2 separate regions of the Oryctolagus cuniculus genome follow, and region 2 is linked to region 1. A link is a contact called in public Micro-C data. All regions are on one chromosome and are shown on one strand. Each heading gives the region's core, a stretch centred on a gene start, on an enhancer-like site or on the middle of the called end of the contact. The rest is flanking DNA. Distances are from core to core; before and after follow the strand shown.

Evidence for each region. Hi-C and Micro-C count contacts between places; a contact is called where the count stands out from the background.
Region 2: a contact with region 1 is called in a Micro-C map of ear pinna, with 2.9 times the contacts expected there. The contact joins the promoter of ATL2 here to the enhancer-like site in region 1. A contact is called at or near these places in 2 of 6 Hi-C or Micro-C datasets (ear pinna and psoas muscle).

The regions. Positions count from the first base shown.
Region 1 is chr2:164,379,853-164,383,128 of mOryCun1.1, forward strand. No RefSeq gene overlaps it. Among named protein-coding and RNA genes, the nearest start is that of HNRNPLL, 98 kb to the left of the region's middle. Within about 2 kb of position 1,304, at least 3 of the 8 cell types and tissues checked have an H3K27ac peak or open chromatin away from gene starts, as enhancers often do. A contact at or near this core is called in ear pinna, where this site is marked.
Region 2 is chr2:164,484,471-164,487,704 of mOryCun1.1, forward strand. ATL2 (atlastin GTPase 2) reads left to right here and starts at 1,888. Exons shown (of 13, transcript XM_002709914.5): 1 at 1,888-2,157. The coding sequence starts at 2,040.

The sequences.
Region 1 (3,276 bases), core at 54-2,553:
GTCTCTCCCTCGCTCGCTGTAGCTCTTTCAAATCAATCAATAAATAAATCTTCAACAACAAACTAAACTAAAAATATCAAAACCGTCCTCTTGGGTACACACAGGAAGATTTCTGATCTCCATTTCTGTATTCTCCCTCCCACACTGCCAGTGCCCGCCCAGACACAGAGGGCCAGGTAGGGTGGCTTTGAAATGTTCCTGGGCAACATGTCTTCCAGCAGAAAAGCCCCACTCTGCCTGCACCTGCCATCTCCTTGGGCCAGTGCCCCCAGCCCTCAAGGGCAAGCCTCTGTGCTAGGCCCCTGCCCTTCTTTGTGCATTGGTGCTGGCCTAGTGTGACCTGTTCTCCCCTCTGGTTCTCACACTCGGATTTTGAGCCTCATTGCTGGCCCTGCTGGGAGGAGGCAGCTCTCTTGACTCTGCTCCTGCTGTTGGAATCTTAGCCTGATTTCACCATTTCAGGATTAGAGATCCTGGCCTCCCTCCCGGGCTGTGGCACACACGGCCCTCTCAGCCTGGAGAAATGCGTCTGCCAGCATCCACCGTCAGCCCTTTGCAGGATTTTTGTACACCAGCGGTGGTTTCCTTAAGGGGACCATGTGTGTGTGCACAGCTGCTTACTTGTTCCTGTCCCTCTCCTAGACCATGAGTTCCTGGTGCACAGGGCGCCTGGTGGCTTACTCCCAGTATCTCCAGGACCTAACCTACCACGTGGTTTTGGTTGGCCTGAACCCTTCTAGACAGGATCGTTAGGTCCATGCGCTGACAGTAAGGTGAGCCCACAAGAGGGGCCGATGGTTCCTTACTCTGTTCCCGGCAGGCGGTGCGCTAATTAGCAGCAGGTGAAGAGCAATAGCATGAGCCCACGTGACCTGCTTACATAACACACCCTTCTCCTGCGTGGTTGGCTGTCTCCAGCCTTCACAGCTCCCAGCCCGTAGCTGTGGGATCAGGCGTCCCTTGGCCTCCGTGACAGATACCTGTCCTTGGCCTCTTGCTTGACAACCCCAGCCAGGCCACCTGCGGGAAGGAATGGCTGGCTGCTCCGTCCTGGAATGTCTTGGCAGGCCTGAAACGCAGACTGCCAGAGGCGGTTAGGAATGAGTGGGGAGGAGGGGTTGGACACGAACAGGAGCCAGTGTGCTGGGCTTCCAGGGCGCTCCAGTCCTGTTTTTCCTGGGTGTGGGGGTGGGGAATCAGTGTAGAGAAATGCTCAAGTCGCGTATCCATCTCCCTGTGCTGGCCTGGCCCCGGGCAGCTCTCCCTCCGTGCTCTAGTTTCCAAAGACAAGAAGCAGCTGGTGCAGGGCTGGGGCCGCTTCCGGTCGTCTGGCCAACGCTGATAGCGCGGGGGAAGCCACAGGCGGGCGCGGGTACGCTGTGCGCGTCCCTGGAGAGGAAGACCGGCCGAGTGGATCAGATTCTAATTTGGCCCTGTCGTGCTGCCTCTTCTCGGCCCCAGTGTTGAAATGGTTGCCTCAGTGACATCCTCATAACCCTGGGGCACCGAGCTGTTGGATGAAGGAGTCTGATGTGTTTCTGTGGAGGAGTTTAACCCGAGCGGCCCGCAGCAGGCCGTAAGTAACAAAAGGATTAAATGTTGAAGGTTGCTGAAGTCTGTGGGTGTGCCCACCTTTCACTTGAGCAGTGGTTCTGGAAGAAGCAGCGGGAAGGGCTTGTGCAGGCAGAAGGCGGACCCCACCTGTAAACTGTGCTGCTGTCAGGTTGGGACCAGAGCATTTATAGTCCTAACTTGTTCCCTGGTGCTGCTGGTGCTGCTGGCCCAGGAGCCCTGCTTTGAGAAGCCCCTCTTTTTGGATAGCTAAAGAAGCAGATTTAGAGAGAAATGAACAAAGCAAATGAACGAGACACACCGTGTGGAAAACTGGCCTCAGGGCAGCCATGAACCCCTGAACAGGGGCCTGTAGACACTTTGTTTCTGGGGGAGGCGGGTGGCCTCCTCCAGAACCAGCCAAGGTCAAGGACAAAGGGCTCCCAGGATGTCCCTCCCACAGCGCTTCCCCATCCAACCTCTTGGTGCAGCTGAAGGAAGACCAGCCGTTAGTGCACCAGGGAGTCCAGGGTTTGTCTCTGAGAATGAAACAATTTGAGGACAAGATGCAGATAAGGTTAGCAGAGGAATACCATGTATTAGAAAAGCAAAAGTACATAGTTCAGAGGGAGTGCAGGGGAGTTCTCGGGGGGGGGGGGGGGGGGGAGGGTGTTGCAGCCCGTGTGGTCATCCCTGTATGTGATCTGGAGGTGTGGAGGGTGCAGTTTTCCAGGAAATGGTGGCGAGTTCTGGGAACGTGGTGACTGCCCAACATTTGGCCTGTTTAGGAAGTTTTGGAAGTGTCACAGCGTCAGGTGCGTGACGCGAGTAGGAGTGATTTTAGTATATTTTATTTATGAAATAAATATTTACATATACAATATTTTATTATTATAATGACATATCTAAGTTTGGGTCATTACAGGGCGCAGTCAGCAGCTGGTTCCGGCTTGGAGCGTAGCTCTTCCACAACGGTGATTTCGGGTCGCTGGCCAGGGGAGGAGTTTGAGAGGTAACCCTGGTTCTCTGGTTCTTTCTCTGATGCCTACCTGTCTCCTTACTGATCACACAACCTTAGGGTACAGTCCAGCTAAGACTATGAGATTACCTTTGGGAGGCTTAGCTTGTGTTGGTCAAAAATATAACTGAGTTACTTCCAAGTATTTCTAGTTTCCTGCTCCCCTCTGCACCCCCAGTCCCAACTTCGAGTCTAGTGTGTTATAAAGCTAGCTTTAAGAGCCAGGATTGGGGCAAACATTTGGCCTGGTGGTTAGGACACACATGTCCCGTGTCAGGGTGCCTGGGTTCAATACCTGCTTCTGGCTCCTGAGTCCAGGGTCCTGCCAATGCAGGCTCTTAAAGGCAGTAGCAATGGCTCCAGTGGCTGGGTCCCTGCCACTCTTGTGGGAGGCCTGGGCTCCCAGCTTCCAGCCCCTACTGTTGCTGGTGTTTGAGGAGGGAGCCAGTGCTCGGGAGCCCTGCCTGTCTTCTTCTCTCCCTGTCTCTCTGCTTCTCAAAAAAGGTCGGTGTGTCTCCTCGAACTGTTGTCCCCCTGTTCTCCAAGAACGCACACATTTCTCTGTGGACACTCGCTGCTTTTCCGGCTGAATCAAATGATTTTCTGCAGGGAGACCACGCGTACCCTTTGGTTGTGCTCTGACATTCCTCTCACAGGCTCCACTAGCCTCGGTGCCCTTCTGTGGAGTCAGGCTCTGCCATCTCCTC
Region 2 (3,234 bases), core at 638-3,137, 110 kb after region 1:
GTCTCCCACACGGGTGCAGGGGCCCAAGGACTTGGGCCATCCTCTACTGCTTTCCCAGGTGCATTAGCAGGGAGCTAGATCAGAAGTGGAGCAGCTGGGACTTGAACCAGCACCCATATGGGATGCTGGTGTTGCAGGCGGTGGCTTTACCTGTTATGCCACAGAAATAGCTATTTTTGATAGACTTCCCATTGCCTGAAGACAGAACTCCAGAGGCCGTGCTGTGGACAAGCCATCTGAAAGGATTCTGCCTCCCAGAAACTCACCGATAGCCTGAGCACTGTCACCGTGGGGACTGCTGCCTCCAAAGCCATTCCTGCTGCAGAGGCAGGGCAGGTCGCCTGTGGCGCCTCTGTTTCTCTCATCTAACAGCATTTCTAACCCAGGGTTGCTGTTACGGCTCCGTGATTTAACACCCGCGAATCACTCTGAACAGTGCCTGGGACAGGAAACATCTCATACATGTTAGCTGATTACAGTCAAGAACACGTTCTCAATGTGTTATTTGATTTGGTCCTCTAAGAATCCTGTTATATTTGTTGAAGGAAGAGAGTGAAGGGAGGGAGGCCTGTGTGGGGAAACATGAGGCTCCGTGTACAGACGGAGCCAAAAATCAAGAAAGTCCTTGTCCACTGCTCCAGAGTTTGGGCGTCATCCGGGGCAGAGACACTGCAGGATCAGACTTGCTGTGCCGAGGCAGCAAGGGAGAAGGGCAGCCATGGGCGGCTACTGCAACAGGTCAGGTGGGAGATGATGAGGGCCTGAATCAGGAAGGGCTGATGGGCTGGAGAGGAGGTGAGCAGGGGGAGAGACGCCCAAGCGGGAAGTGACTTCCCGTGGGATTGCTGGGTACGGAGGGCAGGCGAGGAGAGGGTCTGGAGTAACCCTGAGGTATCACTGGGATAAGAAATTCAAGAGGAAGAATGGAGGAAGGCTTTTAACCGGAGCGATTGCAGGTGAACGTGGGACCAGGGCTCATCCTCTTGGAGTTGGGAAGCTGGACCTGTTCCGGACACTGCAGGTGCAGCCTATGAGCTTAACAGGGTCCGGTAGTGGGAAGGAACCACTTCGGAGTCCAATGGGCCAGCAGCTCAGTCTGGGGAATCTCCTTAACGCTTGAGGGTCCCTGATGGGATCTCGCAGGGTGAAAGGCTGTGGTTTTTAGACTTTTATGACGAGACTGGGTAAGGCAAGCATTCGGACACCTGAAGGAACTTCGGAAGCAGCTGGTGATGTGATTTAAAAAGAAAAATCTAAGGAAATAGGTACCATGTCCCAGACACCTCCATGGGACGACACTGATTTTTTAAAAAGCGACTTGAACTTTCTACACGATGTTACTGATCCCCACAAGAAGGCTCATCACAGTCGGGGAAGCACCTGCTACCAGCTTCCCCGCCCCAGCTCTGGGCTTGCTCCCCCCAGAGCCAGGAGCAGGAGGGCTACGGCATGGACTGCTAAGAAGCCGGGGGAGTGGATGCGGAGCTGGGGGTGGGCGCGGACGGGAAAGGATAGCCTTACAGACTTGTGTGAGGGCAGCAAAGACCAAGAGAAAAGCCGGGCACGAGCAACAGCTGGAGGGGTGCGGGGGGCGGGCCTAAGGCTGTGGAGATGAGGAGAAGAAAAGAGTGCCAGAGCCACGGCACGTGCGGGCGCCAATCAACCTCACACGGGAGCGGTGGGCAGAACCGGGTGACTGGGCTGGGAAGGAGGCACCGGGCCCTCCAGAGGTCTTTCTCGGTCTACACAGGCCCGCCCAGCGCTCAGGGGGTGTGGCGCTGAGATCCGCGAGGCTGGGGCGTGGGACAGCAGCGGCGGCGGCCGCGGATTCCCTCGCTCCTCGCAGAAGCGGCCGGCGGCGGAGAGCCAGCGGCCGGCGGCATTGCGGGGGCGGAGCGAGGGAGCCTGCGGGCGGCCCGGGGCGGGGGCAGGCCGGGGCGGCGCTAGGACCCGCCGGCCACCCCGCCGGCTCCCGGGAGGTTGATAAAGCGGCGGCGGCGTTTGACGTCAGTGGGGAGTTAATTTTAAATCGGTACAAGATGGCGGAGGGGGACGAGGCAGCGCGAAGGCAGCAGCCGCACCAGGGGCTGCGGCGCCGGCGGCGGACCAGCGACTCAAGCGCCGAGGTTAACCACGTCTCGTCCACGACCTCCCTAGGTACGGGCCGGCTGGCAGAGGCCGCAGGGCGCGGGTGGGGTGAGGGCGCGGGCCGCTCGGGCTCGCGGGCACCGGCCGCAGGCGGCGGGGTCGGAGTCTCCGGCTGGCTCTGTTCCCCTCCCGCCGTCGCGTCTGCCCGCTGGGCCTAGCCCCGGCCGCGCCCCGTGCTCTCGCCGCGCGCGGCCCGAGAGGGCGGCCCGCGGGGCCTGGACGCTGGCAGCTGGCAGCTGGCAGCTGTCGGGCGAACGGGCGGCGCGCGCGTCTGCGCCCGGCCCGGCCCCCTGCCCGCTCTCCCGCCGCGTGGCTGCAGCCGTGTCCGCCCCGACCTGAGGGGGCGGCCTTGAGCCGGGGCCGCAGGCGCGGGGAGCGGGGAGGTCGGCGGCGCCTGCGCTCGGGACGCGGCCGGGGCGACCCGTCCTCCAGCGGGCACTCACTGATGGGCCCCGCGGAGGAGGAGGCGGGCGGAGCGGTCACCTCGCGGCCAGGTTGGCGAGCTCCCCGGGCAGCCTGCTGGAGGGGACCGCAGTCCGCAGGCCGGGGCTCCTCGGCCCGGGGCCGGTTCGCGCGAGTCGCGCGTGGCCAGGGTTGCAGGCTCAGGTCTAGGTGTCCCCGTGGGCTGTGAGTGCGGGGGTTACTCGTTCCTCGGACGCCAGTGAGGCCCGATCAGACCGCAGGTGTCCGGGGTGAAGTCACCTGACCCCTCGCTCCCCGTTTTTGCTGAATGTGAGCTCCTACTGTCTCCTACTGTATGCGTCCCAGGAGCGCCCCTGCCCCCTCGAAGACGCATTTGCGTTGGCAGCCGGGGGTTGTGTGTGTCTCTCTCGCTCCTGACACCCCTATTTTTAGGAGCTTAGCATTTGATCTTTCGTTGCTGTGAATTGAACGCACGAAATCCTGATTGAGAATTTTCGAGGTAGTTGAAGGCATAAAGTTTTTTACCCCAAGGCTTTTATGCCTCGCCGAAGCCTACAGTCAGGAAAGTGTGGGCAAATTAAAGAATACATCAGGTACATTAAGTGTGATCTGGTGTTTTTAGATTTCTCCTTTCATAATCTGAGAAAGGTTTTGCTGGGTTAA